Regions from separate parts of the Rattus norvegicus genome. Here region 1 is linked to region 2. The links are chromatin contacts, called in public Hi-C maps. All regions are on one chromosome and are shown on one strand. Each heading gives the region's core, a stretch centred on a gene start, on an enhancer-like site or on the middle of the called end of the contact. The rest is flanking DNA. Distances are from core to core; before and after follow the strand shown.

What was found. Hi-C and Micro-C count contacts between places; a contact is called where the count stands out from the background.
Region 1: a Hi-C map of Schwann cells shows a contact between it and region 2, with 2.1 times the contacts expected there. The contact joins the enhancer-like site here to the promoter of Kcnn3 in region 2. A contact is called at or near these places in 7 of 12 Hi-C or Micro-C datasets (the Rat2 cell line, Schwann cells, hepatocytes and 3 more).

What each region holds. Positions count from the first base shown.
Region 1 is chr2:177,323,393-177,328,612 of GRCr8, reverse strand. The region is part of intron 3 of Kcnn3 (potassium calcium-activated channel subfamily N member 3); the gene reads right to left. Among named protein-coding and RNA genes, the nearest start is that of Kcnn3, 92 kb to the right of the region's middle. Within about 2 kb of position 2,017, at least 23 of the 93 cell types and tissues checked have an H3K27ac peak or open chromatin away from gene starts, as enhancers often do. A contact at or near this core is called in Schwann cells, where this site is marked.
Region 2 is chr2:177,232,866-177,238,202 of GRCr8, reverse strand. It overlaps Kcnn3 (potassium calcium-activated channel subfamily N member 3), which reads right to left and starts at 3,863. Exons shown (of 8, transcript NM_019315.3): 1 at 2,636-3,863. The coding sequence starts at 3,568.

The DNA.
Region 1 (5,220 bases), core at 768-3,267, 92 kb before region 2:
TGATCCCTACTGCTCTGCTGACAGAAAGAAGATAATGTCTTAGTTTGACCTTTCTGAGTCTACCAACTCCTTGCCTATCTGTCGGTCATTCTGGAAAAGTTTTCTTCATGTATATCTTTGGCTATATTTCTGTCCAAATCTTGACTTCATAGCCTCCATCTGTGTTAATCACATTTTACTCATCTCTTAGATTCTAAAATAGCTTTTTAGATATTCATCATTCATTCATTTATATTTCTGGAAGAAGGCAGGTGCCACAGTCCATGAAGGTCAGAGGACAACTGCAGAAGCTGGTTCTCATCCCACCACACGAGCTCCCAAGCTCTGACTCAGATCAGGAAGGAAACACCCTTACCCATGAGTGCTCTCTTTGGCCCTCTGGGGAAGCTTCCAAGTTGGTCCTCTACTTTCTACATTTTAAGAAGATCAACATCACTAATGTGGGTTTTCTTTTTCACAAAACCAGTTTTGACTTTCCAGTGCTCTGAGCATGTGCAAGTGTGCTTTCCTTCCTCCACTGCTGTCTTCTTCATAACAGAGACTGCTTGTTACTTTCTCGTGCTTCAAGGCCTAGCTAATCTTTCAAGGCTGCTTCAGGTATCCCACAATTAACGTTCTTTGGCATCTTCGGGGTAATTTTTCTCTTCCTTACTGGGGAGCAGGACCACCTTGACTGGTTTCTTCTCATTTCTCCAGCTAGAGGTAGGACTAGAGGTGAGCTCCCCGCAAGGCGTAGGCTCCTTCCTGATCCATCATCCGATTCTCTCAGTCAGTCATTCACAAACGTTTACAAACACAGACTTCCAAGAGTAAAAAAAAATTTTAGCATATATCACCCTCCTGTGTGTGTGTGTGTGTGTGTGTGTGTGTGTGTGTGTGTGTGTGTGTTGAACACCTGTATATTAAATACAGGCTTAACTCAAATTATCTTAGATAAAATAGCTATGTCTAGAAGCGCTTACCATTTTCACATAGTTTCCACCTATCTTTGTGGAAGGTCCACAGTGGAGTTTGTGCCTCACCAAAGGTCCCCACAACCACAGTCCCAAGCCCCATTCCTCAAGCCCTTTTCGGCTAAGCTCTCTTCAGCTCAGCATGGGGGCTTCCTCTGTGAGCCGCATCCTGTAGACAAGCTCCACACTGCTTTCTTTAAGTCACAGCCATGGCCACGGCCCTCTGTTTCTTCCTGCTTCTGCCTCAGAGCTTCACCAATCACCAACAGAGAACAATAATATGGGTTAGAGCTGGGCATTGGTGCCTTATGCCTTTAATCCCAGCACTTGGGAGGCAGAGGCAGGGGGATCTCTAAGTTTGAGACCAGTCTGGTCTACAGAGTGAGTTCCAGGACAGTCAGGGCTACACAAAGAAACTCTGCCTTGAAAAACAAAAGCCAACCAACAAGCCAGACAAACAAAAACCTACAACAACAAAAAAGAATGTAATTTGGTCCTTCTTTCTCCTCTTCTTCCTCCTCTTCCTCATCCCCCTCCTGCTTTCCAGCCACAGTTCTGAGAATCAACCCAGGGTCTCCTTCTTGCTAGTCAAGTATTCTCCCCTGAGCTATAACCCCAACCCGAGAATGTCCTGGTTCTCTCTGGTTCTACAGGCAAGATCTTTAAATTTAAATTCCTCATTAAAATACCTGCATAAAAAAATTAAAATTCACACAGTCAAAACCAAACACCTGCTGACAAGGCCTGAGACCCTAAGACAGGCAGCCTGTGTACAGCCTGTGGAGCCCTGGTGGGGAAGAATTCAAAAGGGCCCAGCCGGATAAGAGGTTGGAGAAGGTTTGCTTGCAAAGCAAGACTCAGCCCATGTTTGTCAGTGCTGTGGAGGCCTCTCTGCCTCTTCTGAGGAGATAAAGACTTGTAAGTAGGCAGCGAGAACTTCGTTCACAGAGTGCAGGGAAAGCTACCTTCCCAGGCCTGGCACACTGGGACCTGGGGCCTCCACTGTTCCCCTTCCACTGCAGCTTGGCATTTGACAGTGTTTAATGAGGAGGTTCCTGGGGTGGCCCTGGGAGGCCTGTGGGAGGTGGGCACGCAGCCAAGAGAATCCTGGAGAATGCTGAGTGCGGCAACTGTCAGGCTCCGTCCGGAGGCAGTGATGTAATGCATCTCTGGGGTCCCAGCAAAACAAGCTGCCGATGTTGCTGCTGCCCTCCTGGCAACCAGGGGTTGCTCTCCCAACATAGGGCTCCTCTGTGCCATTATTAACTCCCGTCTGTCCTTGGCAGGAGGAGATGTAAAAACATTTATTGTCCCATAAAAGCCAACCCCAGATAGAAGAAATGACTTCTAAAGCACATCTTGCTAAAGAGAATTTCCATAGCAACCTCAGAAGTGTGTGCATACAGCTAGAGACAGGTCCAGCTGATGGAGGCCACCTGAGCCATGTGTAAACCCTGACCAGGGCAACAGCAGCCAGAGCAGGTTCTAGAACCTGTCATGGTGTGTAATGCCATTGACAAGCCACCTCCTCTAACACCAAAGGTGACAGAGCCATCATCCGATCAAACTGAGAGAGATCGAGGTCATCTTGTCATATCCTCCTCCCACCCTGGCTCAACCCTTCAGTCCCCCAGTACAACCCTTGTCTCAGTGTCTCTGCCAGTCATGCCTATTTGACCTTGGAAAGCATAGGGTCACCTTCAGATCTAAAAGAAACTAGCTGGCCACGGCAAGGGAAGAGCTTTGCCTGCGTGCCTGAGTTCTGTACATATCTCACAGTCCTATAGGTCAGATTCTGGGCCAGAGTCAAAGACCAAGAGATCGGAGGACAGAAATGTTGCATGTGGGGAGGCTCTCATGATCAGCATAGGAAGCGGGGCACAGGCTAGGTGTGGCACAGTGGTAACCGAAACCTCCGGTGACTTCTTAGGGACCCCTGGAGTCTGATGACCCTAGACCGGTATCCCTTAGGACAGTGCTTCTCCGCCTTCCTAATGCTGTGACCTTTTAACAGAGTTCCTCATGTCGTGGTGACCCCCCCAACCACAAAACTATTCCACTGCTGCTTCATAACTATAATTTTGGTACTGTTATGAATTGAAACATAAATATCTGATATGCAGATGTCTTGGGCAAACCTCTGTGAACGGGTCGTTCAAACCCACTACTGTAGGTGAAAACTACTGCTCTAGCAGGAAAAGGGGCCTTTAAACTCTATCAGTGGGTTCCTGCCACCTCTGAGTAAGGGGCGTGGCCCTGAGTCAGGCAGCTCCCTTGAGAGGTGGCCTTTTCACAGCCAGCACAATACCAAGTGGAGACGATTGGTGTTCCAGTCAACAGGGCAGAGTAAGTGCACGTAACATCCACTGTACACACACATGCACACACAAATGTGCATGTGCACCCACACAGGTACACAGGAGCATACACACGTGAGCAAACATACATGTATGTATACACATGTATGCACACGAATAAAGACTTCATTGAACATAAACTCAGCCCTGGAAACAGCATGGCAAAGCGATCGAAGACATGGACATCAGAGGAGACCAAACGACAAGTCTGGCATTCTTATGTCACCACAGTAGCCCTCAGACCTCAGACTGGGGACATGGCTATGGCAGTCTAGAGCACAATTTCCTGTCCCTGCAGGATCCAGCCTGGGTTAACAAGAGAAATTTGAAGTTTGGTATTGAACTCATGCTTATATTCTGACTGCTCACTTAGGAGCCCTGTGACCTCAAACTACTTACTTTCCAGCAGCCAGCTCTTACGTGAGGGCAGTCGGCTTCCTTGAGTCTGCTGTTGGGTTAGACTGGGATAGCATGAAACATGAGATATGAACCAGAACAGAGTGAGAAGCGGGAGCCAGGCCATGTTCCTGTGCTCAGCACCACGTGTGCCTAAGCCGTGCCTGAGCCTGTGGTCACAAAGCCTTTTCCCTAGAAGGCAGACTGTGGGCGGCTCTGGCTTTCTTTGTTTCCTGATGTTCAGCGGAAGCTCATAAGTCATGTTTGCAAAGAGAACAGCTGGGGATTCTGTAGCAACACAGGCAAACCAGGGCTAATCTTGTCTAACCTGGGCTAACACAGCCTAATGCAGCTTAGTGCACACTAACTTAATGCAAATCTAACCAGATAAGTCCAGCCTGGACTTGGAAGTTTTAAAGGGTGTTCAGTATCAACTAAGATCCGAAGACTTCTGAAAACAAGGACCTTCAAAATGTGGTATTCTTCAGAAATGAATTAATAAGTCACCATACTTAGGACAGTTTCAATAAACAATGAAGCTCACTTGCAGGCCTCTGGTTGTATGTTTAGCCAGCTTGTCCATTTGAAATGCATGCCCGACAAGTATTCATTAAATACATGTATTTCAAACAGACAAGCTCAAGTGCCCCAAAGGGCTACACAAATTCAATCGCCACTGTTGGAAACGTTGGCTTCTGATGGTTAGACATAAAACAGGGTGAGTATCAGTGGACATTTGGTAAGAGTCTGTCTACTCTGGTTATTAAAAAAGGCGACCACAAAGATCTGTGTCTGGGGATTGCACAATGCATGGCAAGGTACAGTTTGCAAGGATGGCTTTGCTCTAATGGCGAATCCTGCAAAGCACTTATCATTATCCTTCATTCACTATTGAAGCCCAGGAAGGCGGACTGACGGGTACTCCTCAGCAGAGAGTCTCACAAGGCAGCCAGCATGGTGGTGCACACCGCCATCCCGGCATGGTGAGGCAGGAGGAGGGAAAGTGGAAACAGGACAGAGGGATCGCAAGTTCACAACCAGCCTGGACTACCCTGCCTCAGACAAACAGCAGAACAGTTCCATGAGGAGTTGGGGATTGGAAGTAAAGCACCACTTTCTCTGTCACAGGAAAGTATTCGCCTGAGAAGGTTTGTGAAGAGCTGTTTGGTGTGGATCCCTGCTTGGAAAAGAAACTTAGCTGCTGAGCTGTGGTGAGGCTCTAAATGGCCAGGTGGTGTGACTTTGGGCTCGCCATCCCCTATTAGGGAATGACAGTCACAGCTTGGCTCTCAGAGGCTGCTACTCTCATGTAAGGGCCATGTTCTGGCAGCATGATGCCTGTGTGTGAAATCAGAAAGCCATACGTACTGGCTGACTACCCCAAAGCCATCGGGGAAATCTCACTTATGGCTCCCCTGTGCTAACTATTAAGCCAGCTCTCTGCTCGAATTCTCTCTGCCTTGTTTTATCTCCGCCCAGAGATGGGTATATGGGGGATCTGACAGTCAAATCGT
Region 2 (5,337 bases), core at 2,614-5,113:
AGGGTAGGTGGACAGACAGGGTACAGCCTCCTGAGATAAAGCAGAGAACTTCATTCAGAGTTAGCTAAGGCCCAGGGTTGCAGGCCATCAATCACTCAGAGCAAAAGGAACATGTCCTCACAGAGCCCATTTCTCTGCACCCCCAAGGCTGGGGAGCTGACACCTTTCCCTAACTGGTGCCTGGTGTTTAAAGACAGTCTCCAATCAGACACAGATTCCTTGTGGAACTTTCCTCTTCCATCCCTAAGCCTCCCTTTCCATCCATTTCAGAGCCAATGTTAGAATACAGAGGAAGAAGATCTCCCTCCTCTGTCATTACAAACAGCCACAGCAGACCCCTCTTAAATGAGCAGGCACTCTAGAGGGCCTTGACCTCATCTGACTTAGTCTCCCCACCTGAACGCTGGAGACAGCTTTGCAGAGTATCACAACATCCAAGAATCACACAGTCAACCGTGGCAGAGCTGAAACTCCAGATTTGGTCCTATTCTTTGACATGATCCTGTTTGCCTCCATGGTAGATAGGGACATTTGTCTCACTAAACATTTTGTTGTTCCAATCCCATCCCCAAGGTACACCGGAAGTGGTCACCTCACAAACTGAGGCAAGCGGGAGCTTCCTGGCCACTGTCCCTTAGTACCATCACCACCAGAGAATCAACGGCTTGGGAGAAGAGAAAGCACACACCTTGGGTGATCTCACCCAGTCACACTTACAGCCTCCCTTCCGGGGAAAGCCTCTTCCCATGAGTACTCCATCAGAGGAGATAGTCATCCCTGCCCGGTGATCCCCCTCCCCCAGCACATTCAGAGAAATGATCAAGGATCCCACATTCAGAGCTGGACAGAGCCACTGAGTGCTAGAAAAGCCAGTTCCTTAAGAGCGACCACAGGGACCACTGAAGAGACCATGCTAGTGCCATGCCACACCTCCGGGATGAGGGCTTCCACGGATTTCCCCTAACGAGGATTCCTAATTCCCAGGGGGTGGTTGCCAGCCCATCTCCTAAGCAAAGCACACAGCAAGAGAGGCAGCTTGAGGGAGGCAGAGAACAGAGGGACCTGCAGCCTCCCGGGCTCTCATTACAGGGAATGACTAAGTGAGCTGGGCTTCCAGGGGAAACCCCACTCTGCTCCTGGAGAGGTCTGTTCATCCAGGAGCTATTTAGACTGAGGCAGTTTCCAAGTGCTCTGGCTTGGGCAGTCCCTGCAAAGCAGCAGGTCCCTGGACTCTCTGCTGGGAAGTCTGGGCTCTGTCCATGCAGGTTGCCTGCCGAGAAGCACTGCCCATGTCAGGTTAAAGGAAGACTCTGGGAATGGGGGAAATCTGATCAGCACCTCCCAGGTTTTTGTGACTAGATCTCCACAAGGAATGTGACAGTCTCCAGCAGCTGTGCACTGCCTGAAACAGGCTCTATTTGAAACCTCCAACAGCTGAGCCCCTCCCAGCTACCCGCCAGCCAGCCCAGCCACCCCTTGTCCAAAATGAACAAGAAGACACTCACACAAGTACACATATACACATGCAAACACCAACAAACTAGGACCAAAGGGTATATAGTAGGGGAAATCGCTTGTCCAACGATTCCCTACATCTCCAAACCTTCCAGCATCCAGCTTCCTGGCAAGTACAGCACTGACAAAAATCCACCTTTCTCAAGCTCCTTCCCCTCTGGGAAGGAAGCCCTCTCCTCCGACTGAAAGGACAGAGCAAATGGAGCTCCCCTCACCCCCCAAGACAGTGCCTGGTGCCCGCCGTTCTCCATCCAGCGTGCACACATGTACACTCATCTTTATTTATCCCAAGAAGGAGTTGGGGTGGGAGGAAAGAACCAAGGCTGAGCTGGGGTGCCGACTCCCGCGACCCGCTGGGGAAGCCCTGTCATCCCATCCTAAGGAGAAGCGCTCCCCGTGCGATGCCAAGGCGGTGCCCATCTGCTCTGCCTGGGTAACACCTGTAGCCATTTTTATCAGGCCATGTTTACAAGACAGCAGCAGGTTTATTCTGAGTCCTCTTTCCTGAGGGAAAGCACTGCTGACTCCCTCCACCTATATTTTTAACCCGGTGCCCTTGGGAGAGACCTGGGAGCATCTGTATTTTACCCTGGAGTCTCTCTGGGAAGAAAAGGGAAATAGAAACTTGAGGGGGGGCTGGAGAATGGTACAGGATCCCCACCCCCAACCAGACATTTATTTCTTTTTTATCCTGGGGAAAATGGAGTGGAGCAGGGAGGGGAGACGAGGAGGGAAGTAGCAGGAACTGGCAAACACATCAAGGCAGAGTGTAATTAATTGGTGCGTTAAGCTGCTGGGTTATGCTTTAGTACGAGTGAGCCTGGAGGAAAAGAGCGATTTCTCAGAAGGGATTCTTTAATCCTCCCTAACGCAGAGTCTGCAAATTAGACACAGTGCATGGGGATGTCCCCACAAAGGGAAGCAAGAAAGGAATTCTCACAGGACCAAGGAAGAAAACCATGAGAAGTTAGGATGTTCCATGTAACTAAGCAAAGGAAATACATCTCTCTCTCTCTCTCTCTCTCTCTCTCTCTCTCTCTCTCTCTCTCTCTCTCTCTCTCTCTCTCCTCTACATACTCCTTTTGTTGAATGTATAAAGAGAAACCACAGTCGTCCCTACCTTTGAGTACAAACCCCAAGACAGTTCGGTCTCTATCACCATAACAACAATTCCAAACATCCCAAAAATCAGAGCATAGTCACTCAGTCGCTTTCTCTTTTCAAACAGGGCCCTCCTGTGCCCCAGCTTATAGCCAATGTTTTGGTTTTTCCGCTTGTTGGCTTTGGGGAAGGTGGTGCTGCCAGCAGTGGTGCCGGCATGCTGGTGGTTGTGGGTAGCGTTGGGGTGATGGAGCAGAGTCTGGTGGGCATGGTTATCCTCCCTGGAGGAGATGATAATCTCTGGGGGGTTGCTGGGACTGAAGAGCTGGAGGGGTTGGCCCTCAGGCTCGGCCTCGATAAGGTTTCTCCGAGAGGCGCTGAGGCGGCTGAGGGGCTTCATGACCCCACCGCTGTATTTGCAGGAGCTCATAGCTATCTCCGTGAAGGGATTGCTGTCCCGCCGGTGCACCAGGGGGCTGGCCTGCCGGTGCCGGCTGCCTCCACCAGGCCCACTTGTGGCTGTGGAACTTGGAGAGTGGCCAAGCAAGTGGTCATTGAGATTTAGCTGGCTGCCTTGCCTGGAGGAAGGGTGGAGGATGGCGGTGGAGTTGGCTGAATTGGGAGCCCTGAAAGCCGTGGGAGAAGAGTGCAACAGACCAGGATGGACAAGCTGGCTCTGGAGTTGGGCAAGCTGAGGCAGGGGGTGCAGTGGAGCCTGCTGCTGCTGCTGCTGCTGCTGCTGCTGCTGCTGCTGCTGCTGCTGCTGCTGAAGCTGCGGAGGCTGAGGCTGCAGCAAGGGTCCCGGAGGCTGCTGGGGGACTGCTGGTGGCGCTGACGGTGGTGGCGGTTGCTGTTGCTGCTGTTGCTCGTCCCCAGAAGATGGACAGGGACACTTGGGGTCTTCATCCAGATCCCCCACCCCCGAGTCATGGAAGTGCCCAGAAGTGTCCATCTTGGGGCCTGGCTGGGTTCCCTGCAGCACGACCCTCCACCCCAAAGCCACCCTCGTTCCAAAGATGACCTCAAAGAAAGCCAGGCATCCAAGCTTCCCCACCAGAAGTGTCTTGGCTCCAGTCCTCTCTCTTTGGTTTGCTTCAGTTCTCTGGGGCTGCCACTCGAGTGTGCATTGTATTGGGCGGATAGAAAAGCCAGGAGAGGAGCTGGGAGAAGGAGGAAGGGGCGAAAAGAACTCTATTCTGAAGGCGGTCCTCTAGGAGTGTATGAGGCAGACTCAGCTTCACTCCTCGCTGGCTCAATCGCTTCGCTCTCCTCCTCCTGACACTGTTATATGGCAAGCCAAGCCCACTTATTAGCCAGCAGTTTCATTGGCTTAGCTTAACTCTCCAACCCCCTCCTAACTCCGCCTCCCAATCAGGCTCCGCCTCAAAGAAGGGGCCTGCCATCCTTCGCTCCTCGCCGGGAGGCAGCGCAACGAGGACTGGGAACTGTAGTTTTTGCTCCAAGACCACTACCACTCCGACCCTTCCACACTCCGCCCCCGAGCTGAGCAGCTGCCTTCTTTCCTCTTGGAGGTATGGTCAGGATAACTGATGCCCACAGCAATCCGGGATGAACGTTGGCGCTGGGGCGGTGGAAGGAAGGGATTGAGAGCATCCTGAAGGGGAAGCTGTCACCATGCTGGGGGAACCGGGAACGGAGGACAAACGTTGATTAATGGCCAGTGTCTGTGCAGGTTGTTTCACGCATTGCATTCCAGGTACACCTTCCAAAGCCCAAGGGAATAGGGACTGAGCTCGCATTTTACAAAGAAAATTCACACCGGGAAATGTTGAATGTGGACCGCCAGAAGCGGAAGGGATCTACTCCTCCTGCCAGGGAGAAGCTCACCTACCACTGTCAGAGCACCTGCGCTGTGTACAGGAGCCTCTGTTATTTCCAATCGTCACATCAACTCTTTGAATGACGTCATCGTCCTAAAAAAGAAATAAAAGGAGGAAAGAGAAAAGAAAAGAAGCCCACTCACAGGCAGATGAGAAATATAGCTCTTGCCACTCCACTTATAATTAAAGGCACTGGGATTTGAACAGAGACCAATCAGAGCCCACTGCTCCTCTGCCGCTGCCCAGATGCTTTCCCCCCATTCTGATCAACACACAGTGGTCCTTCAGTAGCTAGTATTCACATGATGGATGGGAAAGAGCCAAAGAGAATCCGTCAAGGAAGAGCTAACTTCCCCAAAGCAGGATGTGTGAAGTAACCTGGATCCAGCCTCTTCCGGAACAGCTGGGCCTGGAGTCACCTCAGGCTCTGTAAGGAAGACTGGAGATCCCAGTGACTCCATGTCTGACCTGCCCCATGGGTCTCTGAGAGTCAGAGCTGAAAACAGCTGCTGGCTTCCCTGGTTCAGACTCTCCTCATAAAGTATTTATTAGGCTCTCACTGTGTGCAGAAGAAGCTCCAAGGGGACAAGGCCAGAGATGAATTCATTTCCATTTTTAATTGTGACAGCCTATAGAGAGTGTTATGAAATTCCTCTAAGCATACCTGGGGTCTTAAGGGGGAGACGTCGACTGTCGACTTCCCAGTTCCCACCATCCTCAGGCTTCTGTCTAGTGTCTTCCCTAGGTGAGTATGGAAATGCTAGGAGATCCAGGCACACACAGAGATGCATATGTGTGGCCATGCATGTGTACAGGTATGAGCATACACTACCCTGTGCACACCAAGCGTGCTTCCAAAGCACTTCTCCTGAACAGTGAG